5 separate regions of the Mus musculus genome follow, and regions 1, 2, 3 and 4 are each linked to region 5. The links are chromatin contacts, called in public Hi-C, HiChIP or PLAC-seq and promoter capture Hi-C maps. All regions are on one chromosome and are shown on one strand. The core of a region is the stretch at or near the end of the contact, and the rest is flanking DNA. Distances in the headings are between cores, read along the strand shown.

The links. Promoter capture Hi-C pulls out the DNA fragments that hold promoters and counts their contacts. Hi-C and Micro-C count contacts between places; a contact is called where the count stands out from the background. HiChIP or PLAC-seq counts read pairs in DNA pulled down with a chosen protein or histone mark. Capture Hi-C pulls out chosen DNA fragments and counts their contacts.
Region 1: a Hi-C map of forebrain shows a contact between it and region 5, with 3 times the contacts expected there. The contact joins two enhancer-like sites. A contact is called at or near these places in 6 of 484 Hi-C or Micro-C datasets (CD4 T cells, bone marrow-derived macrophages, cerebellar granule neurons and 3 more) and 3 of 115 datasets of contacts at active chromatin or transcription factors (bone marrow-derived macrophages, embryonic basal ganglia and embryonic stem cells).
Region 2: an H3K4me3 HiChIP or PLAC-seq map of bone marrow-derived macrophages shows a contact between it and region 5, with 4 times the contacts expected there. The contact joins two enhancer-like sites. A contact is called at or near these places in 1 of 15 datasets of contacts at CTCF or cohesin (the NIH/3T3 cell line), 1 of 484 Hi-C or Micro-C datasets (nephron progenitors) and 5 of 115 datasets of contacts at active chromatin or transcription factors (the 3134 cell line, bone marrow-derived macrophages, embryonic forebrain and 2 more).
Region 3: a promoter capture Hi-C map of hippocampal neurons shows a contact between it and region 5, with 4 times the contacts expected there. The contact joins the promoter of Disc1 here to the enhancer-like site in region 5. A contact is called at or near these places in 3 of 39 promoter capture datasets (embryonic stem cells, hippocampal neurons and stem cell-derived epiblast-like cells), 1 of 484 Hi-C or Micro-C datasets (neural progenitor cells) and 1 of 115 datasets of contacts at active chromatin or transcription factors (embryonic stem cells).
Region 4: a promoter capture Hi-C map of adipose tissue shows a contact between it and region 5. The contact joins two enhancer-like sites. A contact is called at or near these places in 3 of 39 promoter capture datasets (cranial neural crest, frontonasal cranial neural crest and second pharyngeal arch cranial neural crest), 1 of 484 Hi-C or Micro-C datasets (bone marrow-derived macrophages), 3 of 115 datasets of contacts at active chromatin or transcription factors (VIP interneurons, bone marrow-derived macrophages and stem cell-derived neural progenitor cells) and 1 of 9 other capture datasets (adipose tissue).

What each region holds. Positions count from the first base shown.
Region 1 is chr8:125,388,935-125,392,826 of GRCm38.p6, forward strand. No RefSeq gene overlaps it. Among named protein-coding and RNA genes, the nearest start is that of Gm30713, 5.0 kb to the left of the region's middle. Within about 2 kb of position 1,352, at least 126 of the 459 cell types and tissues checked have an H3K27ac peak or open chromatin away from gene starts, as enhancers often do. A contact at or near this core is called in cerebellar granule neurons, cerebral cortex and forebrain, where this site is marked.
Region 2 is chr8:125,409,148-125,413,356 of GRCm38.p6, forward strand. No RefSeq gene overlaps it. Among named protein-coding and RNA genes, the nearest start is that of Gm30713, 25 kb to the left of the region's middle. Within about 2 kb of position 1,609, at least 36 of the 459 cell types and tissues checked have an H3K27ac peak or open chromatin away from gene starts, as enhancers often do. A contact at or near this core is called in bone marrow-derived macrophages, where this site is marked.
Region 3 is chr8:125,052,246-125,056,372 of GRCm38.p6, forward strand. It overlaps Disc1 (disrupted in schizophrenia 1), which reads left to right and starts at 1,950. Exons shown (of 13, transcript NM_174854.2): 1 at 1,950-2,039. The coding sequence starts at 1,985.
Region 4 is chr8:125,487,010-125,491,117 of GRCm38.p6, forward strand. It overlaps Sipa1l2 (signal-induced proliferation-associated 1 like 2), which reads right to left. Exons shown (of 22, transcript NM_001357372.1): 3 at 4,102-4,108. Among named protein-coding and RNA genes, the nearest start is that of 4930566D17Rik, 33 kb to the right of the region's middle. Within about 2 kb of position 1,997, at least 10 of the 459 cell types and tissues checked have an H3K27ac peak or open chromatin away from gene starts, as enhancers often do. A contact at or near this core is called in adipose tissue and bone marrow-derived macrophages, where this site is marked.
Region 5 is chr8:125,252,543-125,256,652 of GRCm38.p6, forward strand. All of the region lies in intron 12 of Disc1 (disrupted in schizophrenia 1), which reads left to right. Among named protein-coding and RNA genes, the nearest start is that of Gm30713, 130 kb to the right of the region's middle. Within about 2 kb of position 1,924, at least 249 of the 459 cell types and tissues checked have an H3K27ac peak or open chromatin away from gene starts, as enhancers often do. A contact at or near this core is called in adipose tissue, bone marrow-derived macrophages, cerebellar granule neurons and 4 more, where this site is marked.

The DNA.
Region 1 (3,892 bases), core at 102-2,601, 140 kb after region 5:
GGGTAACTGAGAATCGGGGAGGGATGCCATCCATGCAGCTATGAGGAAGTCGTTATTCATGCCAGAGAGACTCCTACACTGCTGCGGTTTGGGGCTTACTCGTTCTCCTATAAGTGAGTTCAATAAGCCATGGGTTCACCACGGTGGACTCTGCAGGTATCACTCCTTTGCTCTGTTTCCACACTATCTTGGGGAGACATGTTTGTTTCCTTCAGGAAAATTAATGAAACACGAGGTATCAAGAGTGTGTCTGATCCTCAGAGACAGAGCAGCGTTCCACAGGAAGAGCCCTGTGGGGAATCTTGGAGGACGCTCTGGCCCCTGCCTGGCCTTTCTGCACTTGGTTCAGAATGACTCTGACATTCCTTGTCAAGCTTCTTGTATGTCATCTGCATTGTGACTGACCTCCTCGCTTCAAGTGCGAGTGTGAATGATAGTCCTAACTCAGGCTTCCTGCCAGATATAGAGACTGTCAGCTGAGGCTGTGTTCTGGCACCGACTCTCCACCCCTTTTGGATAAAGCTGGAGGATAAAAAGCTGGCTCTTTATGGACAGTAGCCAGTTGTCCAGACGCACTCAACCATATGACTACAGAAACATTTGAGGTTGTGTTCAAAACAAGGAGAGCTGTCGTGTTGTGGATCTGGGCACATGGTTTAGAGGCAGTGGACCCAATGGGTCTCAGTCACATGACACAAGCTCTCTGGTTATAGACCTGTCTATCCCTGCAACCCATTTTTAAGGGAGGGATGTAATTTCTACCACTGTTATTTCTGCTAGCTTAAGATCTCACAGAGCTGAAGTATATGGCCCCATGTCACTCAGGGGCTGCCTCTCGTTGTGTGTGGCTGATATGTGGCTATCAGTAAGGATGGTGTGGGGGTGTTCTAGGAGGACCAGGGGCTGGTGGAAGACAGAAGATACACATCACACAGCGATTCCTGTTTACTTCCATTTAAAAAAATAGTAGTGTTTGTGTGTATGCATGTGTGCGCGCATGTGTGGTCAGACATATGCCACAGCATGTGTAGAGGTCAGAGGACAACTTGTGAGAGTCAGTTCTCTCCTTCTACCATCTGGGTCTAAGGCGTGAACTCAGGTCATCGGACTTGGTGGCAGGCGGGTGCCTTTTCCTGCCATCTTGCTGGCCCCTGTTTACTTCCTTTTAACAAAATCATCCCTGTTTGAATAGTCCTAATTAATTCTTGCTTTTTTCCACACAGAGTTCAGTAAAAAGGAAACATTCATATAAAAATCCGGATTTTCCTCTTCCTGGGCTCAGCCATCCCAGTACTAATTGCTGGCCAGGAAGGGCCCAAAATAGCAAGGCTGCCAGTCCCTGCCTGGGCCCGGAGCCAGATCCCCAGAGAGAATGCAGGACGAAAGGGAGAGAATACTTGGGAACAGCCAAGCTCCTTCTAACGGCCTCGTCTGCGGAGTCAGGCATTGCCACCTGTCCCCAGTGCTTCTCTTTAATTACTGTGAGGCTGCTCTGTGACTGTCACCAAGGATGCTACCACTGCTGTTCTCAGCATAGTAGGGCCTGATGCAGGCTCAAGAAAGAGAGCCATTCCCAGGTAGATTTAGTCCTTTGTTGGCAAATCCCTATAGCATCCTTCCCCTGGGATACAGTACCAAGGCCTTCTGGCTCCATCTAGGCACACGAGAAGCCTGCATCTTTGGTGTCTGGCAGAAGATGCTGCCTGGGGTGGGGCGGGGAGGGCGGGGGTAGGAAGCAGCACTGGATGGATGGATGACATCAGCTGGAGCCCGTCCCCAGTGAGGATGCTGATGCTAGTTAATAACTAGCAGGACCCCAGTGGATGACACCATCTGCAGCTGAGCTGACGAATTAAGGTCTAAGCAGTGGGGGCTAGAGAGAACATTTTGGAAACAGGGCTGACAGGGATGCACACGTGAAGGGATTTTTTTTTTTAATTGCACTATTCTCAAAGGCATTCTGTTCCAGCCAACTCTGCCTGGCTGTCGGGTTGTGCTTTTGAGGACACAGCAGGGCAGACTGCTGTTGATGAGTCTGGGATTATGGAATCTCATTTCCACCTTAGCCTGAAACAGCAAAGCTGTATGAGTTCAGAAGAGGTTTCATAAACATTTCTGGACCTTGGGGATTTTTGTTTGTTTTATTTGTTTTTGTTTTTAATTATTTACAAAATGAAAGCAGCGGCATGTATCCATCAAGATTTTTGGATTAGCACAAGAGGAGATGGGTGAAACTGTCATTTCCTTTTGCTTAAAACAGCAAGGTTTCTGTCCTTAGGCAGAATGGGGGAGCAGTGTCTTAGTTGTAGGAGGGAGCAATGAGCTTGGGAGAAATAAATGTAGCTGGGTTGTCGCAAGGGCCCCTGCATGCAGGGTCTTACATGTCGTCCGTGGTCCCTTCCGATCTCTTACCTCTCTGTTTGAGGCTTCCGTCTCTTTCTGTGAAGATTAACTTCCTCCGCAAGTCAGCTCTTAAAACTCAAGTCAAAGGACAACCCCCAACTTCCCCACTTATTCTTGGTGGGTACACAGCTTTCTTCAGCTTACTTCTCAGGGGAAACATCTGATTGGCTCGTTCTTGATCAGGTGGCCAGCTCTCATCCAATTAAATTCCCTGCAAGACGTACCTAGCAGAGAGAGACTACATCCTGAAAGCTAGGAAATGGTTCTAGAGGGTGGAGGGCTGCTCTGTTCAGGGCTTTGTAACCTACAGAGGGCATAATGGACATGAAGTCTGGGTGGCAATGATACCAGGACCTTTGGCATGGGTCCCTGCACTTTTGCACCTGTGCCTTTAAGAACTCTTACCCATCTGAGCTGCCCTCAGCAGCGGTTTAGTGGACCGACCCCCAAGAAAGAGCCAGAAACAAATCCCTACTCTGAAGGTCATTTGGAATGTGGGCAGAGACACCACTCTGAATAACAATCAGAGGCGATGAGAGGTTTTTACTCAGGTGGGAAGACGTTTGGCTTCTTGGTGGACTTGACTACAGACGAAGATCCTCATCAGGAGGAGACCTTGGACTGAGGCAGCCACTGCTGTGGTCTGTGACCTCTGCAGGGTGCCCTTCCAAGGACATTAGCTACCAGGAAATTAACACTTCGCAAGTATAGGGTAGAGACCTCGGGGGTTGCTTGCTACAGGGCTGGGGAAGAAGCTCATGGCTTTAATGTTGGTTTCAGGGAGATGAGCTCACTTCCTGCATTGCACACTGAAATTCCATTCCTTTAGGTAGGGCCTGGACTCCTCTGAGCATCAGCCTGGACACTTTCACCCATGGGTTGGCTGCTTTTCTCATCTTTGTCATAAGATCTGGATAAAGCAGCTTGAGGGAAGATATATTCATTTTGGTTAAAGGGAAAACAGTCTTGCTTGGTAGGGAAGGTTCTGTGGCAAGAACAGCTTGTGGCTTTGGTTGGAGGAAGCAGAGAGGGGCAGGAAGCAGGGCTGGGCTGTAAATTCCAAGATCTGCCCTCAGGGACCACTTCCAAAAAAAAGGCTCTGTACTGGCTAGTTTTGTGTCAACTTGACACAGCTGGTGTTATCACAGAGAAAGGAGCTTCAGTTGAGGAAATGCCTCCATGAGATACAACTGTAAGGCATTTTCTCAATTAGTGATCAATTGTGGGTAGGACCATCTCTGGGCTGGTAGTCTTGGGTTCTATAGGAGAGCAGGCTGAGCAAGCCAGGAGAAGCAAGCCAGTAAGTAACATCCCTCCATGACCTCGGCATCAGCTCCTGCTTCCTGACCTGTTTGAGTTCCAGTCCTGACTTCCTTGGTGATGAACAGCAGTATGGAAGTGTAAGCCGAATAAACCCTTTCCTCCCCAACTTGCTTCTTGGTCATGATGTTTGTGCAGGAATAGAAACCCTGACTGAGACAAATTGGTA
Region 2 (4,209 bases), core at 359-2,858, 160 kb after region 5:
CTCACCCCCCCTCCCTTTCTCCCTCCCTCCCTCCTTCTTTTCCTGGAGATGATGAAGATGTCAGGCCACCCTGGGAAGTTTGGTGAGCCATTTTGAAGCAGGTAGGAAGTTCTTTGGAAGACAAGGTTGAGCTTTCAGAGGTGGAGCAGGCATGGGAGGAGTCAGGGTCTGGGAATTCAAATGACTTCTCAGAGACTGCTGACTGGCCCTGTGGGCAGGAATGTCCCTGGGTCTGCTCACTATGAATGAGAGCAGCTGTGTTGACCCAGAAGCAGGATGCTGGCATACACAGGGGGAGCCATCAAGGTGAAGGGGAGCTGGGGGAGGGGCAGGTAGACAAGAAACATGGTTCCCTGTGGTAGCTTCCTGATCCCAGAAGACATTGTGGGGAAGATAGAGAGGCAGGTATCTAAAAGATCTAATGCGGAAAGGCTAAGGGTATAAAATACCCAAGCTCTTTCCGGTCCTGAGGGATAAAGCTGTTACTTTCTCTTTCTCTCAAGTTTGTCTGCATTAAGGAACTAATTCAGTGATCACCTGACCGCCAGCCAGCACCTGTTACTAAGGACTCCTCACAGATGGTCAGCCATAGCAGCTCTTTATGGGGTTAAATGCATTGAACGATAGGAGCATGCTGGAGGTGAAGTGACTGTTGCTCTGTCTAGGCTGAGCCAGCAGGTCATCCAGCCCTGACTTTCTAGGAGCAGAGGGAGAACAGGCCACATAGTCTGCCATCCTTCCACCTGGCCCTGTGTCACTAAGGCAGAGCAGAGGCTGCAGGTCCCAACTGCCCAGGAGTGCTGGGCCAGGCACTCAGTTTGGTTTAAGTGTGCCTCAGGTTTGTATGTTGGAACACTTGGTGTCTTAGTCAGGGATTCTATTCCCGCACAAACATCAAGGCCAAGAAGCAAGTTGGGGAGGAAAGGGTTTATTCGGCTTACACTTCTACATTGCTGTTCATCACCAAAAGAAGTCAGGACTAGAACCCAAGCAGGTCAGGGAGCAGGAGCTGATGCAGAGGCCATGGAGGGATGTTACTTACTGGCTTGCTTCTCCTGGCTTGCTCAGCTTGCTTTCTTATAGAACCCAGGACCACCAGCTCAGGGATGGCACCACCCACAACGGGCTGGGCCCTCCCCCCTTGATCACTAATTGAGAAAATGCCTTACAGCTGGATCTCATGGAGGCATTTCCTCGAGGGAGGCTCCTTTATCTGTGATAACTCCAGCTTGTGTCAAGTTGACACACAAAACCAGCCAGTACACTTGGTCTCTAGACAGTGTTCTGTTTGGGGACGGTTATAGAACTCTGTGGGAGAATGAAGCATTTTGGTCTGAGAGTTCAGCTTTGCTCCTGTCTGTCATGTTTCCGGACCCCAGACACAGGGTGACCTGCTGCATCCGGCTTCTACGGTGCCATTCCCTCCAAAATGGATGACCAGATAACTCTCTGAATCCTTGATCTGAAAATAAGCCTTTCTTCCCTTAAGTTACTTCCTGTAAGGAGTTTGGTCATCCTGACAAGAAAATAACTAATACACTAGCTTAAAGGAACAGTCTGGTCCCAAGGGTGCTGGTGGCTGCTGAGGCCACTCACCATCCCCACGACAATGACTCACAGCCATCTGCCCTGCCATGTGCCCGAGCACCACTATGCAAACATGGGCCTTGCTGGTTTTAAAAGAGAAACATCAATGCACAGTCCCTGTGGTCTGGGGCACGAGATCCAAGTGTGTTTACACAGTTAATATGGAGTTCTGTTCTCACGAACCCTGGCTCTCAGGCGGCTCTTCCTGGCAGTGGCCCTGATTCTTCTGCTTCTCAGCCATGGAGCAGGAAGTAGGAGCCAGGGAGAGCAGAGAAGCAGTAGGCTGGACCTAGTTCTATGGCCCTGCATACTCCCTGCTGTAGCCTGGTCCCTCCCTTGATAAGGTGGTCCTTCCATGCTGCTACCTCCTGAGAGACCCGTTGCATGGTGCCCCAGCTCAGGGAACAGTGTCTACACCATAGGAAGGGTTCATCCCCTACTGAAATGGAGTCAGCGGTGAGCTGAGAAAGATAGAAAGCGGGAGCTATGGTGTGGGGGTCTGGGCCCGTTAGAGACCAGGAGTATGGAACTCAGCTTCCTCAGAGCTTAAGTACTGATCGAGAACTCTCTTCCCAGAGATGTCTTTCTACAAGACAAAGAATCCACACAGCAGAACTTTATCCAGGTCTGCTGAGAAAGCAAATGTACTCCTCGTGCTAACTTTGAATTGAGAGCTTCATGCCTTAAGGCACCCAGCTGTGGTCACTCTGCTCCTCAGAGAGGCCACCCACCTTGCAAAAGGCAAAGAGTTGGGCTGATGGTCACATGATCTTCCTCAGACTTCTTCTGTTGAGGCTCTAACTCCAAATTCACCTCAGCCAGGCAAAGGCCAGCAAAGGGAAGCCACGAGTGGTCAAGCTCAAGGGCCAACAATAGAATGAGTAGCCAGGGACACAGGAGCAGTCTACGTTCCCTTCTGGCCAATGTGGCCCTGCCCAAATGAAGTACGCATTTAATCCTCCCATGTTCTTGGCACTCAAGGCTCCTGTGGACACCTCCCAGGACTCACACATGAGCAAGGACTCACAGGAGCCCAGAGGTTCTGCAGGGACACACAGTTAATTGGTGTCTTATTACTCTGCATGAGACACCAGCTGTTTGTACCAGTAGATGTTCAAGTGCAGGAAGTTCCAAGAGGTTGTAGGTAGGATGGCTCTGACCCAATGTCCACCCATAGCACAGACCCCACCTGCCTCCTTGCTGGCTGTCAGCTGTGTTCAGGGCTGAGCCATGCTTCCCTCTCAGGATCAAACAGGATGGGGGTGGTGGCCCCAGCATCTCTGAAATGATGACATGGCCATGGGGAATCATGACACAATTGTTCTTCACCTGTGCTGTAATTTCTCAGGAATTCAATGTTCCTAAGATCCTGGATCAGGGTGGGGATCAGCCTGGAATTAAGGGTACCCTGGAAGTATGGGGACCTGGTTTTACTCTCAGCACCCCTGCCCTTACACACACACACACACACACACACACACACCAGAAATAGTGGCTGTAATAGAGTCCTAGACCTTAGTAGACTCCCAGGCCTTAGCACAACTGACTCCATGATGGACCATTCAGGACATAAAACACAGCATGTAGACAGCACCACCTGCCAAAATGAAAACAAAGACCTAATCCATCAAAGCCCACAGTTCTGGGAAAGTCTCTAAATATAACTTTTTCTTTTGGCCTCTATAATTCCACTTCTGGCTAACTGTTCTTGTTATCTGAAGTGTGCCAACCCAGAATATGAGTTTTGTGCTTAAACCCTCACCCTGAGATAGTCTCACTGGGATCCCTAACATAGTGTAGTCGCTGCCTGGCTCAGAGTGACTTTCTACTGGCTTGAACCCACATCCCAGGAGTCTTCTCTGGTGGGATACCCCACAACAGTGGCAGCCATCTGAAATCCTAGCATTAGAAAACTGGAGAAAAGAGAATCCCTGGAGCTGACAGCAGACAGTCTGGTCAAACTGGCGAGCTTCAGATTCAGGAAGAGCCTATCTCAAAATGATGATGGTGATGATGGTGGTGGTGGTGGTGGTGATGATGATGATGTAGAGAACAAGTGAGGAAGACAGCCACCATTGAGGACTTCTGGCACACACACACACACACACACACACACACACACACACGTGCACACGTACAAACATACACCTAAATTTTGACTTACAGGGTCTCACTTGTCCTAACATACACAGGTTAATCAAATTCTAAGTGCAGACATTTTAGTCAGAATGCAAGCCTCCAGGGCCCTTTCTGTTCACTAGCCCTTCCTCCCTTTGAGGACTGCCTTTCCAAAGGCCATGCTGTTAATCTGCTCTCCCAAATGCTTCATCTCTCCCTTCTGTCTACATCTGGTTTTACCCAAGTGAGGACTTGTTCCTCCTGCCCCATGAGCACCAGCGACTTCTCACAGTAGCTGGTCTCCTTTGAAGTGTGGTCCCTCTCCTTCTCCCGGAAGCTCTGTGTCTCTAATCCCCTCCCTGCTGCTTCTGCGGCTGATCTCACTCCACAACTCATCCTACCAGATGCCGCAGAGTTAAATGTTAAAGTTTAGGGCCCAGAGCAAACGTTGCAGAACCATTCCTCCCCCTCGCTGCATCGATTCACTAATTACTAAGTTAATCA
Region 3 (4,127 bases), core at 700-3,199, 200 kb before region 5:
GTGGCTACTGTGGCTGGGTGGGCTTGGGTGAATAAAGATCTACTCTGCCGAGCTCACTGCCACATCCATCCCTACCTGCCCTGGCCACCATGCTCACGAACCCATGGGGGTAACAACAGGGCAGCTGGAGAAAGAGGCTGGCTGCTATCCTCAGAACATGCCATCCTCTCTGAGGTCACCTCCTGGTGAGCGCTCCCAGGAGATGAAACTATCTTCACTTTTATGTGTGTGCATCTGTGAGCACGCATGTGTACAGGTGCTCATGAACAAAGTGGCAACTGAGGTTTTTTTTTAATCTGATTCTGATAATTTTGTAAGTTTTAAAACATTCATTTTCATTTTGTGTATGTGTCTGTCTGTCTGTCTGTCTGTCTGTCTGCGTGATGGTGACAGGGATAGCTAGAAGAGGGTGCCTGATTAGTCCTCTGGAGCTGCAATTGCAGGTAGCAGTGAGCTACTCAGGATAGATGCTGTGAAACTGAACTCTGATCCTCTGCAAGAATGCTATGTGCTCTGAACTGTTGGGCCAGCTTTCCAGCCCCTGTTTTAAGACAGTTTATGTTATATATTCAGAGGTATGCCTAGTTATCCTCGGGAGTGAGTCAGGTAGACCTGAGAGTGTTTATGGCAGGCTGGCCAATTCAACTGTATTTACTACGGAGTGCCTCCTGAGGAGGAGAGGCGTTCCATTCGTTTTAGCTGACCACTTCAGATCGATCGCAGGCCATCACTGAGGGGAGTCAAGGCAGGAACCTAAGGCAGGCCTGCTTGCTATAGCACACAGCATTAACCTCCAATGGAGAGCTCACTTCACTGCCAATCAGGTATAGCAGGAACCACAGAGGACGCTGTTTGCCAGCTGGCTCGTAGATGGGCTTCAGCTCACTTAGCTTTCTTGGATAGTTCGAAACCTAGGTAATGGTGCCGCCCACAGTGGGCTGGGCCTTCGAAGGCCAGTTAACTGTCCAGACCTTTCTTACAGACGCGATACGGGCCAATCTGATCTAGGTAATCATGGACTAAAGCTCTCTGCTCACAGGACCCTAGGCTATGTCACACTGACAGGTAAAGCAAACTAGGATACCAACACAGTGCCTTTTTCAACCCTGTTACCCTACCCACTGCACTAAATCCTGACTCTGCTCATGTCTTTATCAACTTCAGCCGCATCCGCCCGTGCTTACCCGAAGGTTCCTGGTAAGAGGCAACTGCTCTGGCCCACCTTTCCAGCACCTGGTCTTTTTTCTAGGGCCACAGGCTCCTCCCTTCCAGCACGCACTCTCCCAGGCTTCTTCCCACTGCCCCATGCTCCACCCACAGTCAGGTCTCCGGCTGACTCCATGCAGTTCAGTTTTGTAGGTTTATTTTTGCCTCGGGGTCCAGAGGCGAGGTTATGACGGGCCTAACCCCTGACTGGCACTTCCTGTACCCACTGTCCTGTAGCAGGTGCTTTGCTGAAGCAGCCAAAGGGAAGGGATGGGGGAGGTGAGCCAGCTGCCAGGAGCTTGGCACAAGCCAAGGCTTGTGCCGTGCTCCTGGCCAGCCCCGTGCTGCCAGAGATTCGATTCTCAAGTCATTTTTAACAGCTGCTCCCACCCCCCCCGACCTGTCATCTGTCACTTTCCTTCGGCTTCACCGCGACTTGGTAGGAAGAAGTCCCTCTCTTGACCACCCCGCCTTTTACTCCCAGGGTCTGGGAAGCGCCCAGTCTTTCGGTCCCTGGCCACACTGCCCCATCACACTTCCCCTCCTTGGTTTCCTCCAAGTGAAAAGCAAAACTTTCTGCGCTGCGGTCTGGGAGCCGCGAGGGGCGGCGCGCGCGCGCTAGCGAGGGGCCGAGGCTGGAGAGGAAGCGGCGGTCCTGGGCAGGAGGAAGAAGCCAGCCCTCGGCTCGGCCCCCTGCCCGTTTCCCGCCGCCTCCGCGGCCGCCGCTACCACCATCACCACCACAGTCACCGCCGTCCGGGGCGCAGCCGGCCGCACGATGCAGGGCGGGGGTCCCCGGGGCGCTCCGATCCACAGTCCGAGCCACGGCGCAGGTAGGGCCCGGGGTTCTGGAGGAGGGCGAACGAGGCCTGCCGAGATCCGGGCGCACCCTGATGCAGGGGAGGGAAATCGAGGCAGTGAGCGGGGAGTGCAGGGTGCGGGCGGTCGTGTCCCCAGCTCCCACTGCAGCTCCCGTCCAAGCGCGTCCCCGTCCCGAGAGTCCGGCCGCCCTGAGGCGCAGTCGGCGAAGGGCGCGCCCGCACTCCTTCCTTGCGAGGTCCCGGTGGCCGCGAAGGTTTCCGCAGCGCCCAAGTGCAGCTCGATCCCAGGACTCCCTCGGGTGGCCGGCGCAGACGCTGCGGGGACGCGGGGCGAGGTTGAGAGAGGTGTGGGAACTGCAGCCCGCACCTCCCGTGGGGCTGCTCGCCGCCCACTTCCGAGTGTGGACTGTGACGCGCAGGGCAGCGCAGGCTGAGGGGACCCGCTCCATTTCCTCTGTCAGCTTGGGCCACGTACCAACCCCGGTGATGACATCGAGTTAAGTGGGTGGCCGCTTTTCAACCTCAGCAACTCACTGTCAGAAACCCCAAGAAAAGAACGTGATGGCACACGCCTCTTTTCCTAGCACTCGAGAGACAGGAAGACTGTGGAGACTTTCTAATACAATCTGGGCTACAATAGTGAGACTCTATCTCAAAAACCAAAATCAAATCAGAACAATGAAAAATAAAACAAGCACGGAGATCTGCTCCAGACTGGGCTTTGCAGTTTGGGCGTGTGCTGTGCCAAGGAGAGAAGGCAAAGGACTTAGGAGCTTCTTTTGGCTCTTGGAGCCTCAGTTTACCCATCTGTGAAAGGAGCACTAATCACTAGCTTCCCTACCTCCTTAACTGGCTTCTATGAAGACATTTTTGCAATTGGGAGTTGGAAAATACAGGGTTGGTAGGTGGGTGTAGGGTAAGAGTCTTCTGCACCCGCATCCTGGACTCGGGAATGCCTTAGTTTTTCAATTTGTAAAATGGAGCTGATTTTCCTGCCTACGTGGTAGATTTTAAAAGGGGTTTAATGTGGTAGGAGGACATGAAACCCCTGGCCAAATCTCTGCGATACAAAGCAAATTCTCAAAAATCTCTTAGTTGCCCAGGCTAGCCTTAAATCTGCTGCCTAGCCCAGGCTGGCCTCCAATTTGCTAGCCTTTGCCTCCCAAGTGCTGGGATTACAGGTGTGCTCCACTACGCACGGGTCCTTAAGTATTATTTTGACCATGCAAGACCTAAATAATCGTGGGCAATACAGGAATGCCAGTGTGACATGTTAGTGTCTGAGTTACAGGGTATTTGAAAAGACATTTGGCACCTGACATGGAGACCGTTGAGGTTTAGCCAGGATTCTGCCCACAGCAAATAGAGCCCTGGATGAGAAACCTGCTTTCTGAGCTGTCTCTCCAAGTCTCGGGCTTTCTCTTCTGTTTATAAGAAAGAGAAAGCACCTGGGCTGTAATTATTACCTTAGCCCTGAGAGTGCTGCCCTGGGATGGAGAGCAGAACATCTGGAACTGGGGCAGGTGACAGCCTACAGGCGACAGGTGCCACTTTGCAGAGAGTGCATGGGCCAGGCACTTGGTCCTGCCCTTTGATGAGGTCCCCCTCACACCGGTGAGGGGCTGGTGCTACCATCCTCATCTTCCCTTGGATGTGGCAAGGGTTGGAGTCACCTGCCTGTGGCCCTGGTGGTTAAACAGGGACTGGGGCTCAAAGTCAGATGCAGGTGTCTCCAATTACAGGCTGAAGGGAAGGTGTCAGGTGGAGCCCAGGCTGAGCGTGGACCTTTGCCTGGTCAAAGGTAATACCTGGTCTTCTGTTTCTGCCGTTTATACCTATCTTCATCTATCTATCTATCTATCTATCTATCTATCTATCTATCTATCTATCTATCTATCTATCTATCATCTATCTATCTATCTATCTATCTATCTTCTATCTATCAATCATCTATCTGTATATCTTCTGTCTCTATCATCTATCTTCAGCATCTATCAATCATCTATTACCTATCTATCATTTATCCATCAATCTGTCTGTCTATCTTCTATCAATTATCTACCTACCTATCTATCAATCATCTATCTATCTATCTATCTA
Region 4 (4,108 bases), core at 747-3,246, 230 kb after region 5:
TCATCTGGGTAGTTCCTCTTATTACGAGTTCCTGGACTCAATGGACCTGTTTGCAACAGTGATGAGGGCCACGGAGAGAGGCTAAGCCAAGTCCATGAACAATGTCCTCTCAGAGAGGAACATGTGTCTTAGAATAGTACTTTTGCTAGATGGCACTCTGCTCACCCTCGTGAATTTAACAGTGCCCTACTCCCTTTTAGTCACCGACTCTATAAAATGGGAAGAAAAGGCAGGGACATGAAACTCAAAGGAAAGTCATGGCTGACTCAGCAGAGAGTTCAGGGAATTCATAAGACACGCCCCTCCCCTAGCCCCCAGGCTAGCATCAGTGACACGGGGGGGGTGAGTGTGTGTGGAGCCAGGTGGCAGCTTCACCAGACATACACCCATACTTCTGCTTCTCTCCTCATCTCTTAACCATCAAAACAAAGTGCTGCCTTTAATTCTGTGTCTGGGTGTGGCAGAGGTAATGGCCTCTTTCAGGAGAGAAGACCACACACACACACACACACACACACACACACACACACACACACGAAATGCACAACACCCATGTGGTGAGACAGGCACTACTCTAAGTCCTTTGCAGGGTGTCCCTGAATCCTTAGCTCATCTTGAAGACAGCATTGGGTGGGCTAGGAATCACTAATGTTCTCCATCTGGCCCTTTCACAGCCCTGGGTTATTAAGCACGGACTTCCACAGACGGGCACTTCAGCCTTGGCAAAGGGGTAGTTCCTGAGTTCCCAGACACTAAATAGGAACGTGGTGTTGAGGTGGGGTGGATAGTGCAGGATTTCTGTTTATTAGACTGGCTGCTGAACTTAGGATCTTGCGCATGGGAGGCAAGCGTTGCACAAACACCTCCAGCTCCAACCCAGTGTGAAACTCTCTGACTGCAGCATCCTTCATTCTCAGTGCTGCAGAGGAAGGCAAGCACTGGAGAGAAGGGAGCTGGGTGGGGGCTTGTGGGAGATGATGAAGACGTGAACCCAGATAATATGAGGCTCCCCTGGAGCAGCTTAGTTTGGGCAGTGCCACTGCCACCACGAGGGAGCCTCATGCCACTCTCTTGCCCCCTGCTTCTTCCAAGTTGCCTCCACCGCTGAAGAAAGTCAAATGTGTCCTGTCAGATGCCATTTTATATAGGAAGGAGATGGGGAAGGAGAAAGGAAAGGGGAAACTGAAAGACGGAAGAAAAAGTGAGGCAGGGAAGGAGCGAGGGGAGGGGAGCTTGAAGCAAGCACTGTCAACCTGACAAGCTGAAAGACTGACCTGTGGGCACACCTGTGGGGACAGTCTTCATTACAGTAACTGACATAGGAAGAGCCATCTTAATTGTGAGTGGGACCACTCCTGGGCTGGGTAAAATGGAGTGGACATACTGGATACTGGCTCTCACTCATTCCTCTCTGTTTCCTGACTGCTTCAAGCTCCTGCTGTCCAGATTTCCCATTCATGATAGATCCTACTTATCTGTGAGTTAAAATAGACTCTTTCTCCCTAAGGTTGCATTTGTCAGAGTATTTCAACATCGCAGCAGGGAAGAAGCTAAGTGGGCAGAGGGAGAGCATGGAGGAAAGCATGGAGGGAGAGCATGGAGGGAGAGAGAGCATGGAGGGAGGGAGAGCATGGAGGGAGGGAGAGCATGGAGGGAGGGAGAGCATGGAGGGAGGGAGAGCATGGAGGGAGGGAGAGCATGGAGGGAGGGAGAGCATGGAGGGAGGGAGAGCATGGAGGGAGGGAGAGCATGGAGGGAGGGAGAGCAAGGGCTCACAGCTGTTGGCCTCATCCTCTCTGAAACACACCCCTGAGGCTCTGGGGTTAAGCTTGTCTCTACACTTGAATCCTCAGGACTCTAGCCACCAATGTCTGGTCCCTAATGACTCCTGCTCTTAATTATATCTCAAGTAGCCCTGAGGAAGCAGGAGTCTCCTCTACACTGAAGCCTGGCAGCTTTCCTCTGAGGCCACTCCCCCTCAGCTGGGCTTCCCAGGCTTCCTCCCAGTGAGAAACCAGGGCCTTTGGTGCATTTCCTTATTCTGTGGGCTTCACAGGACAGTCTAGAACTCAGATTTCCAGCTACTTCCTAGGTCCTCGGCCTAGCCCCCAGTCAGAAATGAATCCAAGAGTCTTGCACTGCCAGCCAGCACGGCTACATCTCCTTACCATACACTCCAGGGTGTGTACACACAAGCTATTTCTGGGAGCTGATTAACTTATTTCTTTACCAACCTAAATAGTCTGAGAGCATTGCTTCCAAAGCTCTCCAGTGTCTCCATCATCAATCAGAGAGGGCAGAGGTCACTGGAGAGAGGTCTACACAAGTGACAGAAAAGCCAGATTAGAAATCACTTCCTGCAACAGACTCCAAGGCCATTAACAAGTCCAGTGGTGCCATCAGTCAGGGGCAGTAAACTTGGCTCCTCTCATACACACTCTGGAGGTGAGATGGACGCACTTGAGTGGGAGCTGTTAAGCTTTTGCACACTAGGACCTGAGAACCTTTCCTCCTGAAGGCCCAACTCTCCAGCACTCAGCCTGGATGCTAAGCCACTTACAGACTTGATTTCATGTGCCAGCTTCTAGCTATAACAAGTCTTGGGGAGGAAGCATGTTTTGCTGAGGTCATTTTCGAAAGCCAAAAGCAACTAGCTGTCTTCTTCCTTTCCAGAGTTCCTACGTAAGGGAGGGCACGACATGGGGGTGTCAGTCAGAGGTTCTGGGCTTTCCTGTGACAAGGACTGAACTCAAACAGGAGAGCTGGGAACAGGGAAAGGAGCATTCTGGTGACAAAGCCTGTGTCGCACACAGATGGTCAGACAGAGAAAAGTGGAAATAATTTATTCTATACTATATGAAAGATGTCCCGAACAACGGCAGAAGGAAGCCTAACTCTGTACCTGCTCATGTGAGCCACACACATCTGGTCAACTCAGAATTCTTTCAGCAGGGACTTGGGCATATCCAGCCTATGAATTAACGAGGCAAGAGCAGAGAATGGTGGGGAACCCACAGAGTTATCCAGCTACACAGTGCAAGGAGCGACACAGAGGACAACACAGGATGGATGTAACCACAGGACACTTAGTAAGGGGGTAAAGTTTAAATAAAGCTCGATGTCAGAGGGGAGGAAGCATGCCCTTGGTGAGAGCTGTCCAGGTGACGGGTACCGAGGAAGCTGCTCTAAAGCAGAAAGGCCCACGGCAGTGCCTGAAGCCTGGGATGATTTCAACGTCTCCCACAGGCTCATGCTAAACAACGGGTCTGTAGCTGGTGGTGCTACTATGGAGGGCCCTAGAAACTTTACAAGGTAGAACTTTGCCGGAAGAGCAGGTCACTGAAGTTGTGTCACCACAACTGATACCCAATCCCTGACCGTCTGTCTAGCCCTCCCTATGCACTGTAAAATGAAAAAATTCTCTGCACGACATGATCCCATGTCTACCCCAAGAACACAGGGACACTTGGCTATGGCCTGGACTCTCTGCAACCATGTCAGAACAAGTCCTTCCTCCTCCAAAGCTGCCCCTCGAGTGCTGCGTTATTTGGGTCCCAGTGTGTCGTGCGGGACTATTCTCTGAGCCAAACTGCTGCTGTCTTCATAGGACCAGGGGTGCCTGCTTACAAAAGACTGTCACAGCTGGACGTTTGGACTACTGACATCCTGTAAAAGGAATGTCAGGGAGGGTGAGGGCCCCTACAATACCCATCCATCCATCCATCCATCCATCCATCAGCTGTGTGCTAATTCTGCCCTAACTCAGAAAGGGCTAAAGTACAAGGTGGAGCAAGAACTGGGGAAGAGGCTCCCATCTGTGCAGCTATCAGAGTCATCCATGCTGGCTGCAGATCCTTCCACATGGCTGCTATAAGGCCACCTTGCTTACAACCCCTTCCTTACCTACGCTTTGTCAGTCTAATAGACTCACTCACTGATTCTCCAGAGTGAATGCTGATGGAATTGTACTTTGGTTTGTCCTTAGGACATTGGGGAAGGCGTGTGTGTATGTTTGTGTGTGTGTATGTATATCTCGCAGGAAGGCATTAACACAGTAGTATAGAAGAGTCCCAGAGCCCCTGCAGGAAGCCAGGTGCCTACCTTTGCC
Region 5 (4,110 bases), core at 674-3,173:
TCACACAGACTTGAACTTTCTAAGGGACAGGCGTCTATGAAATAGGACAGTGATTATTGCCAGGTAATGACACAGAGCCAAACACTGTGGTGGGGAGGGTTGTCACAGGATTTTCCCTGTCCAATTACATTAAGTGCAGGGGAGGCCTGTGACTGGACAGGGAAAAGGGAGGCAGATCAAAGAGTTACAGAGACAGAGAGGTCTCAGGAGGAGAGAGGAGGAGGATGGAGGCTGACTTGGTGTTATCAAAAGGTTAGAATATTTGGGTTAAAGCTTTATCATTATCAATTAGTTCTGAAATTATTTATTGCCATCTTGTAAATTGTGCAATATTGATACATAAATCTAATTGGTTAACTAGAAGCTTAAGAGTCTTGATTTTACCGGTTACTGGGTATCGTGTTATCAAATTTTGAGGATGGTTATTGGAATGTGGGACAAAGCGGTGGGACCCAGCTGGGACATAGTGTTGTGGTCCACCAGTGCTGGTACTAGAGTGGGAATGTGGCCCGACGGGGTCAGAGAGTTGGCAGGTTGAAAGAAGCAGGAGTGTGGAGAGTTGGCAGGTTCATTAAATATTTCCCATAACAGTGGGGTTTGTCCCAGGTCTGCTGGGGTGGGGAGGTTTTGGGACAGCTGAGTGGGGTGTGGCTCATGATCCAGATCATGGTGAGAGGGCATGACACCTGATGATGCGACCCAGGGAGATGAGAATTTGTGGTGTGGCTTCTAGCATCTTTAGTGGCTCAAGAAGTAGAGATCTCAGGCCAAAGGTAGGGGGTGTTAGACCAGGATTAGGACCCTTGGGGCCTGTCTTTGTTAGGATTTTACTGCTGTGAACAGATACCATGGCCAAGGCAATGTTTACAAGAACATTTAATTGGGGCTGGCTTATAGGTTCAGAGGTTCAGTCCAGTATCGTCAAGGAAGGAACATGGCAACATCCAGGCAGGCATGGTACAGGAGGAGCTGAGAGTTCTACATCTTCATCCGCTGGCCTCTTAAGAGAAGACTGACTGACTTCTAGGCAGCTAGGAAGTGGGCCTTAAAGCCACACCCACAGTGCCACACCCACTCCAAGGCCACACCTCCTAGAAGTGCCACTCCCTGGGCCAAGCAAATACAAACCATCACAGGGCCCATCTTTGATGACCCGCTTACACCAATCAGGAGCTGCCTCTTAAAGGTTTCACAATTCTGCCAAACAGCACTACCACTGCGAACAACTGTTCAAGCATTTGACCCTGTCCAGGACATTCCATACCATGCCACTAAGAGTAGAAAAGTGCTGGGTTGGGTACTGAGTCAGCCCCTCCTTAGATAACATCTACACCACAAACACACATTTATCCCAGCTTTCCTCTGAAATCCAGCCCATGTTCTGTGTCACTGAACGAGAATAATACATAGAGTGTGTCTTTAATCTGAAGTAGCACTTGGATTCCCGTATTACAATGGGCCCAAGACAGGAAGCCGTGTTCACAATGCTCCGTGGGGTTCCACAACAAATAAAAGCTGTTGTTTCAAATTAGAATTTATCAAGGCGTCCAAAGAGGCTGCAGGAATCCCCCAGCCAAGCTCTGGCTGGTGTGTGTTTTCGTTTGTGATCAAAGGCACAATGCTGAGCGCTGCTGAAAGAAAAAGCTCGCAACTAATAGCATAGAAGAGCAGCCGCAGTGAGGGTGGCATCTCTCTTGATTCTGTTAAGCCGGCTGCCAGGACCCACTGCGCATGCGTAGCAGACGATTGCTGTTTAATCCAAGTCCACACTGGAATGTGCTGACGTAAACCCACGGGGGACACCTTTCTGGAGGACTTGAGTCCCGGATGCTGTGGCTGCCCATTCTTCCTGGGGTTAGAGCCCCCTTATCGTAAGCCACACGCCTGCAGGAGCAAAGCAGGTGGTGTACCAGCGAGCCATACACAGAGGGGCGGGCTGGGGACAATACTGCGGGGGCTTCTAAACCTTCTGAAGAGTTCTTGCACAGTCTGTCGGTGTCAGAGCCACAGCAGCCTGCTGGGTGGTAGAGGAAGGCTGGGCTGGCAGATCTGGGGATGGAGGAAAACAGGCTGCCTCTTTGTCCTCCTGGCAGGCTTCCTGAGTTACAGGCATTGTGAACAACTCAAACCATCAGCCAGAGGTGACCGCTTGCTCGGTTAACTGGGAGAGCAGGCGGTGGGGAGGGGAGCGTGGTGCCTCTGGGGAGAGGACGGGGCTGTGACTTCACTCTAGGCATGCTGGGGATCCATTAGCAGTGGTCTGAACCTGAGGGATGATTTCACAGGTTCTGGATTCTAATTAGCAGCTCCATTCCAAAATCCCCCTTGAGTCTGTGTAACCGTTCCTCCACGTCCGGAATGCCTCCATTGGAAAGCTTTTAGGCTTTGGTGAATTGTTAAGCAGGACTTGTTTTTCCCCTCCTTTTTTTTTTTCCTCTGACTTCCATAGCTCACTATAGGAGGAAAGGATCATATCCTGGCATCTCTCAAAGCCCCGGGCAGCTCTGCCAGCCTCTGCTGAGTCATGGATGAGCAAGGACCAGGCTGATTCTATTTACGTGGTATTTGCATCCCTGTCCAGAAGCCTCTTGGGAGCCTATTCTCTCTGCTCATTGGGAATGCACGGTGCCCAGTTGATTCGTCTTGCTAGTCTTGATGGCATGCAGAGACTAAATGTATCCAGGCTCATGAATAAACTCCACAGCCCCAAAGGGCTCCTGTCTGGTTCCACTTTCCAGTGTGTAGCCCGAAGAGGCCAAGGTAACAGAGCTGAGGGGCGATTGCCCTGTCTCCTTGGAAATGATCTTTTGCTTCTAAAACCAAAGAGCAGGAAGGACGGACATCTGTGGAGACCTTCAGTAATTTATAGTGGGGGAGTGCAGATCTGGGCAGGCTGCTCTCCGAGGCACCACTGTGCTCAGCTGATCGAGGGTGGCAGCCTTGTGCTTCCTTCTCCTTTCTGCCAAGGTCTGGGTACAAAAAGTTGGAGCAGACAATGTGTGCAGAGCAAGATGACTCTGCTGCCCATGGGACACAGTGTGAACTTAGCATGAGGCTGGTGACACGGTCTCTCTGTGCACGTAGCAGGTCCCTTTGCCACCAGTGGAAAGGGGCTGGGTCAGGTGTCTGTAGGTCCTTGGTGTCTTACTCAAAGCATCGAAATTAGTAGATACAGGTTTGCACAAGTAGCAAGAGTGCTTTTTTTTTTTCACCAAAAGGCCAGAAAATGTGTGTTCAAGAATGAGAGTGGACATCATGAATGTCAGTACTCAAAGGCCCTGAGGGTTCCTTTCATGGAGATAGAGAGTGGGAATTCAGTTTCTAAGGATGTCCTTTGTGTGGTTCTCTATTTTAACTACATAGTTTAAGTTGTATATTCTTCTCTCTCGTCTCTTCTCATAACACATCTGATGTCAAACATATGCCAGGTTACATATAGGCCTACAATGGAAAATAGGGGATTCTCCCCGAAGGTGCACTTGGAGGACACAGTTTGCTTTATTGTACATGCATCTAAAACCAGTCTAGCCCCTCCTACTGGGATAGTTGTTAAGGAGATGAGAAACTGATTTCATTGTTCAGAGAGGGTGGTGCCTGCAGCTCTAGGCAAGTGGGGGTTCTAGGTTGGCAATAGATTATCCAGTGCATTATTCACAGGGATGGATGCGCGTATCACTTGTAGGCGAGAGTCCTTTGCTGAGAGCATTGCTAGAAGAGAGCTATATGCACAGCCCAAGCCAAGTGGAGTCCTAGGTTGTTAAGTGATTCCCTATGCTTGCCTACTTTCTGGGTGTGTGTGGATAGGGCTTTTCTCCTGACTGCTCCTCCCCCCTACACAGGTCAGTTTTCTGCTGTAGTCCACATTGACTACAGAGGATCATGCATTGCCTTTAATCCCAACAACCTGGGAGAGTTAGACAGGAGGTTTTCAGGTTCAAGGCTAGCCTTAGCAGCTTTCTGAGATTCTTTCTCATAACAAAATATAAAAAGAGGGGTTGGGGATTTAGCTCAGTGGTAGAGCGCTTGCCTAGCAAGTGCAAGGCCCTGGGTTCAGTCCTCAGCTCTGGGAAAAAAAAAAAGACAAAATAACAAAATATAAAAAGAGAGTTG